Regions from separate parts of the Zea mays genome. Here region 1 is linked to region 2. A link is a contact called in public Hi-C data. All regions are on one chromosome and are shown on one strand. The core of a region is the stretch at or near the end of the contact, and the rest is flanking DNA. Distances in the headings are between cores, read along the strand shown.

What was found. A called contact is a pair of places that touch in the nucleus more often than the background predicts.
Region 1: a Hi-C map of leaf shows a contact between it and region 2, with 7 times the contacts expected there. The contact joins the promoter of LOC100279118 here to the promoter of LOC100282936 in region 2. A contact is called at or near these places in 2 of 25 Hi-C or Micro-C datasets (leaf and tassel).

What each region holds. Positions count from the first base shown.
Region 1 is chr5:221,669,719-221,675,258 of Zm-B73-REFERENCE-NAM-5.0, reverse strand. It overlaps LOC100279118, which reads left to right and starts at 1,874. Exons shown (of 11, transcript NM_001152159.1): 1 at 1,874-2,206; 2 at 2,321-2,394; 3 at 2,716-2,789; 4 at 2,895-3,004; 5 at 3,424-3,515; 6 at 3,604-3,716; 7 at 4,675-4,794; 8 at 4,885-5,030; 9 at 5,116-5,226; 10 at 5,310-5,369; 11 at 5,477-5,540. The coding sequence starts at 2,148.
Region 2 is chr5:221,446,485-221,451,354 of Zm-B73-REFERENCE-NAM-5.0, reverse strand. It overlaps LOC100282936 (RING-H2 finger protein ATL2C), which reads left to right and starts at 3,204. Exons shown (of 1, transcript NM_001155841.2): 1 at 3,204-4,870. The coding sequence starts at 3,452. The coding sequence ends at 4,771.

The DNA of each region.
Region 1 (5,540 bases), core at 625-3,124, 230 kb before region 2:
TTATATATTAATATATAGCATACATTATATAGGTATACATGCTACTTCTATAAAAATTTTAAAGGTCTAATTATAAGTCAAGAACACGACAACAACAAGCAAGTAAAGTTATGCATAACCTATCAATCTTGATTTCGAGACAACTATGTTTGACGTTTCATCTCTATCTCTCGCACAGTTGTAGATAGACAAGCGATCGGTTGATCTGACAATACATTGCATCCATTTAATTGTTGTTCGAAGTAACCTTCTTTTGAGTCATCAGAAAACATATATGTCACATTTTTCTGTGAGATATTAGGCTATATTTTAATACTTTTATTTAATATAAATAACTTTTTCAGATATATATATATAAATATTTTATCGACAATATATATATGTGTATATATACATATTATATTTATGTGTAATAATAATTATTATAAAAGGCCTCTTTTATAAATCTTGTCCTGGGCCTCTAAAATGTCAGGACCGGCACTGGGTGCGGTACCAAGGTACTGGGCCGGATTACCGGGAACAGGAGCGAGCATGCGCGCGGCCTCTTGCCCGTGGCTGGAGGAGGAGGAGGAGCCTGGTCGCGGTCGCTGCTGGTGTTGGGCCGGCCTGGAGTCATCAGATGCAGGTTGCAGGGACAGTAAGTAGCAGTAGACCGAGCGATTAGAGAAAGTCGTACCGTCGGGACGGGGTAATCGGCAAACTACGCTTGGTTCATGGCCATTAGTGGCCAGGCCAAATTTCGGCCACGGTTTGACCAAGCTTGATTTCAAATTAAAATCACAATATACAACAAAAAACTTTATCTTCAACGTGAGAGAATACCAAATTTCCAGCAAAGACAGCCGTCTAACGCTTTGAAAATTTATCTACATACTCCCTCCAATCCATTTTCCTTCAACGTGAGAGAATACCAAATTTCCAGCGATGATCGTCGTCTAACGCAAACGAAAACGCAGTCACGCTCGCGCTGACCGCCAGGCGCACAGCAAAAGCGTGCGTCGTTTCGCACCGTTCCGCCTGCGGCGTGACAGGTGGGAGGCCCGCCCGTCCAGCACACATCTCCACGTAGGTCCCTGTTTCCTAAACCCAATAACTTGAGCTGACAGGTGGATGGTAGATCATCTTTTTTAGGCCCACCTTCCAGGTTGAGAGAGGATGCATGGATTTTAGTTTGCATCTGGGCAGCACAAAAAAAACTTTCCAACTACTGTTGCGCCTAAGAGGAAGTTTAATAATAGAGTCAACTGCTAGTTGTAATCACCTTTGCAGCCTACCATTTAGCTTATTCATGTAGTAGTTAGCTCTTCGATATTAATGCAGAACTTCACTTGTCTCTTCACAAATCTTCTTTGTTCTTGTGTCAAAGATGACTAAAAGTTTACGACCAACATCTCCTCTCTCTCTCCTCTGCCTCAGCATTTAGTCTTATTATACTTTCTCCAAGGAAATGCATGTAACCTTTTAGCTGCATGGAAATGCATGTAAACATTTTTTTTCTTGTTCTTATCCGATCACATGCATGGAAATGCATGTAACCTTTTATCTGCGATACGATACACGAGGGAGAGGAACAGAGCGCATGACAGACGATAGATGAAAAGAGCATAAATTGGTGCTTTATAGGAATAGAGTACCTGAATTTGGATATTGGATACGGTGACAATTTAAGGAGGTAAAATTTACTATCTTTGTTTCCTTATTCATAACCACTGGTTCCGTGGGCCTGCAACTGTGCTTTTTAAAATTTTGGGCCTCACTATGTCGGGCCGCGCTGGCCCAAAAGCCAGGCCGGGTTGGACCCACGCACATGTCATGTCAAGTCCAACAATCCATTGCCGTCTTTTTTGCCCCGGCCCCCGGGAAATAAACGAACACGATTCCATACAGGACCTCACCTCCCTACTCGCGTAGTCATCGTCGTCGTCGTCCTCGTCCTCCCGACGTCTGGTGGTATCGGACTTGCGTGGCGTGGAGGTCCTTCCGAACTTGGGATCGATTTGCTTGTCAGCGCCGAACCCTAGCTTTGCTTCGACGGCACCCACCTACGGTACGCCCGCGGCCCCAAGCAGTCAGGCGACACCGAATAATTTGGTTACAGAGACGAGCGGGTGCGCCGGCGAGAGGGCCCGATTCTCACCGCGCCGGCGATGGCGAGCAGCTCGTCTCCGTCACAGGTCATCTGCGCCTCCTTCAATCAGGACAACAGGTGCGTGCGCTGAGAGTATCTGTCCCGTGGTGACTGGTTGTTACGGTGGCGGGGATGGTGAATTAGGAGCGGGAGGAGCGTTGATTCTAGTTTCTCGGTGTTTGATTATTGCAGCATGTTTTCTGTCGGGACCAAGGATGGGTTCAAGATCTTTGACGCTCGTAATGGGAGGCTCTGCTACGAAAAGAGTGAGATTTTTCTTCAGAGGTTCTTTTTAGATCTTGTGGAAATATCCAATTAGGGTGTATGCAACAATAAAATCAGCACTACGTTGTTACGAGAGTATATGGGATATAAATAGCGTTTTGGAATTCTGAAACGATAATACATTAGGGTCTAGCAGGATCAAGTGAAACAACGCTTACAATTTGTTTCTGAAAGGGCGACAATTGTCATTCTACTGTTCTCGAAAACAAAGAAAGTGGTCATCCTACTGTGGAGAAAGCTATTCTGTAATAGTACTTCTACTATAAGATGCATAGGCTTTATGAACCTCTGCATGTTTGCAGGTCTTGGGGGATTCAACATTGTGGAAATGCTATTTGGCACAAACCTACTTGCCATTGTCGGAACCGGTGAACAGGTACCTCATTATGTAGATTGATTGCCCCTGACTTGTTGAACTTGCATAGGTTAGTCGAGTTAATTTGTTGATTGTCGTGAGCTCAAATTCTTCCCTTTGTTGCAGCCTGCAATGTCTCCTCGTCGTTTGTGCCTGTTCAATACCAAAACAGGAGCATCAAAGAGAGATCTGAACTTTAAGACTTCAATTTTGGCTGTTCGGTTAAGTAGGAAGAGGTTAGCTACTACTTCAATATATTTAGGGAACATATCAGGTGCATATGAGCCTTTGGTGCACATATTATCCACGACTATCAATCTTAGATCTAACGTTTTTCCACACCTCCTTTGTTGTCCTATATATTTTGCAAAGAACATCCTCCATCACTTCCCCTCTACTCCGTGCACGAAGGGGTATGTGTGGGAGGACGTTGGATCTAAAATGGATGGTCACGATTTAATATGTGCATCAGGTGCATCAAAATCACATGTGCACTTGATATGTCAGTTTCTGTTGTGGCTTATACTTATGTTTTGTTAATTGATGCATGCAATCTAGTCCCAGTCAGGATCCACAAATATTGTGCTGTAGTGCTCACTTTAGTTGATGTGTTGATGTGTTCTTTTGAATAGAGTAGTAACCACATTATGTGCAGGCTTGTTGTTGTATTGCAGGATAGGACTTTTGTTTATGATCTAAATAGCACTACTATATTGGACGAAATTGAAACGGTACCCAATACAAAAGGTAAGGATCCTCCTGCTAATATCAAAAGCACTATTGTGTTGTTTTTGCTTGCCATACTTGCTGATAATATTGTAACAATTTAAATTAGGTCTATGCGCATTTGCTCCTAATTCTGAAGAGTGTTATTTGGCTCTCCCAGCAAGCACATCCAAAGGATCTGCTTTAGTATACAAAGCATCAAAACCGGAATTAATATGCCAGGTAATTTGTTGTTCCCTGTGTAATACTTGTATTGACTCCAACAGGTTTAGATCCTTCCCTATTGGCCTATTGTGATTTTCCCACATGCAGCTTGGTAAAGACAACTACTTTATTCTCTAGACTTGTATCTTGGTTGACATGGCTTTGGAAAGCTATTAGAGAGTTCAATGATTATTTAAGATTCCTTGCTCTACTTTCAAACAATAGAAAAAAGCCAATGACTGTGCAAATGATGTCGAGCAATGAGCTTATCTATTTGTGAAGCTAGTAAAATGGTCTGAAGCTTTATTTGACTCTTTTTCATGGTTATTATGGTATGCAATACTTGCAATACACATCTCAGTCACCTTTCAATGTTTAATCTTGCCAATAGTTGGTCATTTTCTTTTTCCTTTTGTCCTCAAAGTAGCAGGAGAGGTGCATACTTTCTTCTAAACAAAAACTCTTTGATTTGGATGGTTGAGAGTTGAGACATCCAGATATAAGCTTACATTCTCAGCATCCCAATTATATGCTCATATCCAATTCCTTCATTAAGAAGTCCTCCAGTGTGAAGTTAATTGTTGATTTCTGGAGTTTGGGTTGCGGCGTAGATTGTATGAGAAGGAGGTGGGTCTGTGGTGAGTTGGAGGCGCCGTCCTGAAGCTGACACCGAGAGTTAGGAAATCGGGGAGCATGAGTGGTTAACTCAATCTCTAGCTTATTATTAATAATAGAGTCTTAATAATAACTGAATGTTAGGATTTTATATCCACAATCCTGACAAACTCAACTCAATCCAATCTAATCCAAACTAGATTCTCCAAAAAGGGCCGGAACCCTCTAATAGACTGGGTGCCTAGCGTGTTCCAGTCCTGAGCCTAGCCACGGGTTCTCTTCCCCCTCCGTTCATATACATTCCCCACCATAACATTCTTCATTCGAAGTTTTCTCACTGTTTTGTGTAATTGACTGACAGATAGATGCTCATCTGGCTCCGTTAGCTGCAATGGTTTTTTCTTTGAACGGCATGTACCTGGCAACGGCTTCTGAAAAGGGTACCATGATTAGGGTGCATCTTGTTGCACAAGCAACCAAGGTGAAACTATACCTTTCTCCTTCAGAACCAATTTGGCTTTGAGCTCTCTACAATTCATCTTATGTCTTTTTGTGTTTTTCCCTTCAACAGTCACATAGCTTTCGGCGAGGAACATACCCATCGACAATCTATTCACTGGCATTTAGTCCCTCTGTTGATCTGCCTGACGTTCTTGTTGCCACAAGTTCATCAGGATCTTTGCACATGTTTTTCCTTGATGCTTCCAGGAACGCAAGGTTCATATCCAGCAAATGCTAGCTATGATTTGCGAGCCATTATTTACAGACATGATTTGATTTGATCACACCCACTTTTTTTCAGGAGACAAGCAAATACATTGTTCAGCTCAGTGATTCCTGGATCTGTAACTGATGCTTTGGATCCAGCTAATCATCATGTTATTCACAATGTTGTCACTGCAGACATCAAGAGGTCCATTCATTATTGGTTGTACTGCCACTCCCTGTACAAACTTCATTATTGTTTTTTTACTAACATCATCCTTTGTCGTGCAGTTGTCTAGCAGTACACAGTGTTGAAAATTCCCAAAATTCTTCCAAATTTCCCTCGCTGAAGTAAGAACAGCAAAACCGTCATCTGTTCATGAGTTTTTTCCTTTTCCTTTTGTTGTGGAAACACCAACTGCTGTACATGTCTAAATTATCCATGCAATGTTTTACAGGACTGTTATTTACATTGTAACACACAATGGATACTTCCGAGAGTATCTGATCGGCACAACCAAG
Region 2 (4,870 bases), core at 1,955-4,454:
CTCTGCTCTGGCTGCATGCGATTGCGATCTGTCGTCGGAACTGTCATTCTCAATCAGACGATGGCAAGCAAAGTTGTTCGGTCGGCCAATACGCACAAGAGAACAAGGTTAGCAGCTCGCTCGCGAGGCATGTATTATTAGGCCACCTAATCCAATTATTTCTCCCGATACCGATATCACGAGCAAACAAATTCAGGGGGGGGGCTCCACGGCTAATCACTCCTCCTGTGCATTGTACTGGCCGGCCGGCCGGCCGCGAAATACTATGAACCGGCCAGCGGGCACGGCACGAGCATCAAATCGAATTTGATTTGTGCCTACTACCTTTTTTTAAAAAAAATGAGGTTATAAGTTCCTGAGAGCATCTGTGAAAGATTAGGTTTCGACTTTGAAATGGACTTGTAGATAAAACGGCACGTACTACCTTTTTTTGCCCTGCGAACTACGGAACTAGTGATATGCTGTAGTACTACCTTTTTTAAAAAAAATGAGGTTATAAGATCCTGAGAGAGCATCCGTGAAAGATTAGGTTTCGACTTTGAAATGGACTTGTAGATAAAACGGTAGTACTGTACTTTTTTTTTGCCCTGTGAAAGAGTAGTGATATGCTGTATACTACTAGAGAAAATGACGGTTTGAACGAAGAAGTGGAGAATCCCGAGGCAATTAAACTCCCGCATTACTGCTCGTCGTCATCAGCAGCGACAATTAAGGTGGATGCGCGGGGCGCTACACACGCAGCGCAGCGAGCAGGGCTCCCGGGCCGGCCCCCGAGACGAGACCCCATGGACGGGCACGGGGGTGGCCGTGAACCCGAGGCAAGAACAGAAGACTTTGGAAGGTGAATGGAGGAGCGGATCGATGGCCTCGGTTCCAGGCCGTCGGCCCCATCTTTGCAGGGTGTGGCATCTCCGATGTCAAACACCCACCCGCCCCATAATCCGAGTCCGAGCGAGCACGGAGCATAGAAGAGAGCTGACCTCCGTACTCTGCATGGCCATGGCTCTTGCACTTGCACTTGCATTCCAGGTGGCGGCACGATTTTAGAGCTAAACTTGGCTGCGACTGCGACTGTGCGCCAGCTCAGCTGGAGTCCGGTCGGCGGAGCTGTTGTGCGCTTTTTTTTACTCGACGGCTCTACGTATCGGTGCTGTGGCGCTGTAACTTTTCTGCGATCTTCGTTTTCCCTTTCTGAACCTGTCCAAGCTTTGACCCGCGGCGGCACAGTTGGCTGGCTCGCCGCAAGCTTTGGGCCTCTGTCCAGCCAGCCAGCACCCAGCACCCAGCAGAGAGTATCACGAGGCAGAGAGCAGGAGGTTGGCTCCGCTCCGCTTGCGCGTGTCTTCTCTTGCTGCACGAGCAGGGGATTGATGGACGCTTTTGGGGCCTGACGCGGCAAAAAGGTTTCTGGAATCTGGCCAAGTCAAATCACTGAGCAGTACAGTGGTAGCAGTAAAATCCTGAGCAAATCACCGTCGCCCGTCAGCCGGTGGTCAAGTCCACCCACCGGTGCAAAAAAGAAGCATGCGGATCTGAAAGCCGCGCCTAGGGATTGGGGACCATCGGCTCCCTCCTCCGCTCCCTTTGTAAACCGTGCTCTACGGGAGGTCGGACGGGAAGATGACAAGCGAAGAGGGCGGACGATCGACGACGATATGCGCCCCAGCAGCTCCGGCGGACGATCCGGTCCGTGAAACGCCCTCCGCTCCATCGAGACTCACGGACGGCAGAGCAGGTCCGTCAGATCGATCCACTAGCCTCCTTGGCGCTAGCCGCAGACGACGTTAACTACTGCTGTTCTCTAACGGGTGACGGATCGGATATGGACAGAGATGATGATTGACGAGAGACACTGCAGCTGCGACGACGATGATGAATAGTGAGCGAGCTAGAGTGGCTAGGGCTTGCACAGAGGATCCAGAGACGGGAGAGAAGCGCACTATTGCGAATAAATTTGCCTCGTGTTTTATTATTATCTGAACAACAGGTACGAAAAAGTTGCATTGTGATGAATAATGGTTTCTCGTTCACAATGTCTAAACTTATGATGATTTCTGCCCTCGGTGTGCTACCGCTGTGTTAAATGAGCTCGAGTTGGCAACAACTGCTGGGCCACTGTTGAGCTTTAGAACTCGGTTATAAAAAGAAAAGAAGAATTCCAGTAACTTTTGGGGGCATCTTTGTTTTATATGGCCCCTGGTGGTTAACTATGCCCACCCCTATCTCTATCTTCGATCCCTGCTCGCCTAGGGGACCCCTCCCTGATCTCATTCCCAGAGCGAGGACATCACAGAAGCTGCCATGGAAATTTCACAGGCGTGCTGCTCTCCGTGCCAACCAGACCGGCCCTGGCCCACGTGTCCGCCTGCATTTCTTGCAGATCCGGCAGCTTGCGTGCCGTTCGAAACGGTCGATGGATAGATAGGTGGTGGATCGTCACGACGGCAGGAACGGATCGCCGCTCTGTGCCCCCCGGCCTCGTGACTCCATGCCGTCCCAACCCAACGCTGCACAGCACCGGTAGCGGTTGCCGGTCAATGCGACGCGACCCAAACAGGTGCAGTGCAGGAGAGGTGCTACGCACGAACACGGCTACGCTACGCTAGCAGCGAGAGGGAGGGAGGCCGCCGTATCTAGCGCACGGTGCACGTACACTGCGCTCAGCGAGAATCGACCACGTCATCTCTTTTTTTCTTCTAACTCTGCAAAGTCAACGCGGTTATATGATAACAAGCCTCTTAAACTATCTACTATACTAGGGTCCGGATCCATCAACACCAAGGAAAGAGGAGAACCAGCAGAAAACAAGAAGGTAAAAACACCGACAAAACCAAACCAGGCCCCCTTCCCAACCCTAATTAAAAAAAAAGGTAGGAGGGGGAGTCGATCTCAATTCTCAACACATCAACGAACATCAGCACGAATTGTTTGTTTCGTCTGACCTCAGCAGAGTGGCCCACACTCGCGCAGGTCACAGGTCAGGGCGGCGCTCCGCTGCTAACCCACACCACACCTAAACGCTGCCAATCTCTAGTCCTAATTGTATCCCCCGCTGTGGCTTCTCACACAAAGCTTCCCTTCCCTCTCCCCTTCCAACCTGCACAGCAACTGCAAGTACTTGGAGAGCCAGGACTAGTCCACTAGTGCTCTTTCTTTTGTTGCGTCGCCATCCACTCCACCACACCACCACCTGCCCCCGACCACCGAAAAAAGGTCCAAGAATTCGAGGACACCTCCTCCTCTTCCTCCTCCACGATGGCCATGCCAAGATCCTTCCCCAAATCGTAGCCTTTGTTTGTTCCCCCAAAAGGAAGGATTTCATTCCTTCCCGTTCCATCGTTCCGATTTGCCGTCAAGCAAATGCGAAGCGTCTCCCCTGTGATCTTCTTTCACCTTGGCGAGCTGTGCGACTGACTGGTTGATCCAGGCTGTATATACATAGGGTTAATTAATGAGCGGCGCCAATTCTTCGTTGCCGATGCCTCCGCCGCCGCCGCCACCGGCGCCCGCTGCGTCGGCGCTCGACAACGTGGAGGCCAAGATAAGCCCCAGCATCGTCTTCGTCGTGGCCATCCTGGCGATCGTCTTCTTCGTCTGCGGCCTGCTGCACCTGCTGGTGCGCCACCTGCTGCGGCTGCGGCGCCGGCGCCGCCGCGCGCGGGAGGACGCGGACAGCGTCACGGCGTTCCAGGGCCAGCTGCAGCAGCTCTTCCACCTGCACGACGCCGGCGTGGACCAGGCCTTCATCGACGCGCTCCCGGTCTTCCTCTACCGCAACGTCGTCGGGGCCGCGCCGGGCGGCAAGGACCCGTTCGACTGCGCCGTGTGCCTGTGCGAGTTCGCGCCCGACGACCAGCTCCGCCTGCTGCCCAAGTGCAGCCACGCGTTCCACCTCGAGTGCATCGACACGTGGCTGCTGTCCCACTCCACCTGCCCGCTCTGCCGCCGGAGCCTCCTCGCCGACCTCTCGCCCACGTGCAGCCCCGTCGTGATGGTGCTCGAGTCCGAGAGCGCCCGCGACATGGCCGCGTCCGCTGCTCGGGCCACCGACGCCGAGCCCAGCGCCGGGCCCGGGGCCACGCTGCCGCGGGACCAAGGAGCGGACGAGGTGGTCGAGGTGAAGCTGGGGAAGTTCATGTGCGTCGAAGGCAGCACCGCCAACGCCAACGCCAAGGCGGCGGACGGAGCAGGCACCAGCGGCGACGGCGACGTCGACGTCGACGCCAGTGCCAAGGAAGGTCTCGGTCTCGGGCAGAGACGGTGCCACTCCATGGGGTCCTACGAGTACGTCATGGACGACCACGCCTCGCTCCGCGTGGCGATCAAGCCGCCCAAGAAGAAGCCCGCGGCCTCCAAGTCGCGCCGCCGCGGCGCCATGTCGGAGTGCGAGTTCGGCGCGTCCAAGCGCGGGGAGACCTCGCTCCGCCTGCCATTCCCAGCAACGGCGCACAAGCAGCAGCAGCAGGCCGACGCGACCATGGCGAAGCTCGCCAAGGACAGCTTCTCCGTGTCGAAGACCTGGATGGTGCCGCCGACCAAGAAGGATCCCGCCGGCGAGAGGCGCGCCGTGTCGTTCCGGTGGCCGGTGAGCGGCAGGGACGAGGGAGAAGGCAAGGACAGGAGGAGCGGGAGCGAGGCTGAGTGGGACGTGGAGGCCGGGAGCTGCGGCAGCGTGTCGTCGCTGGCGGAGGAGAGGCCGTCCTTCGCGCGGAGGACCCTGCTCTGGGTCGTCGGAGGCCGGCAGCAGAGCCGAGTCGGGAGCTGTTCGTGATCAGCAGCGCACGGTTGCTCGAAGATTAAAAAAAAGAAAGCAGAGAAATTCTTTTGTGCTCTTTCGGCAGATTGGTAGTAGCGAGTAGCGGTTGCAATA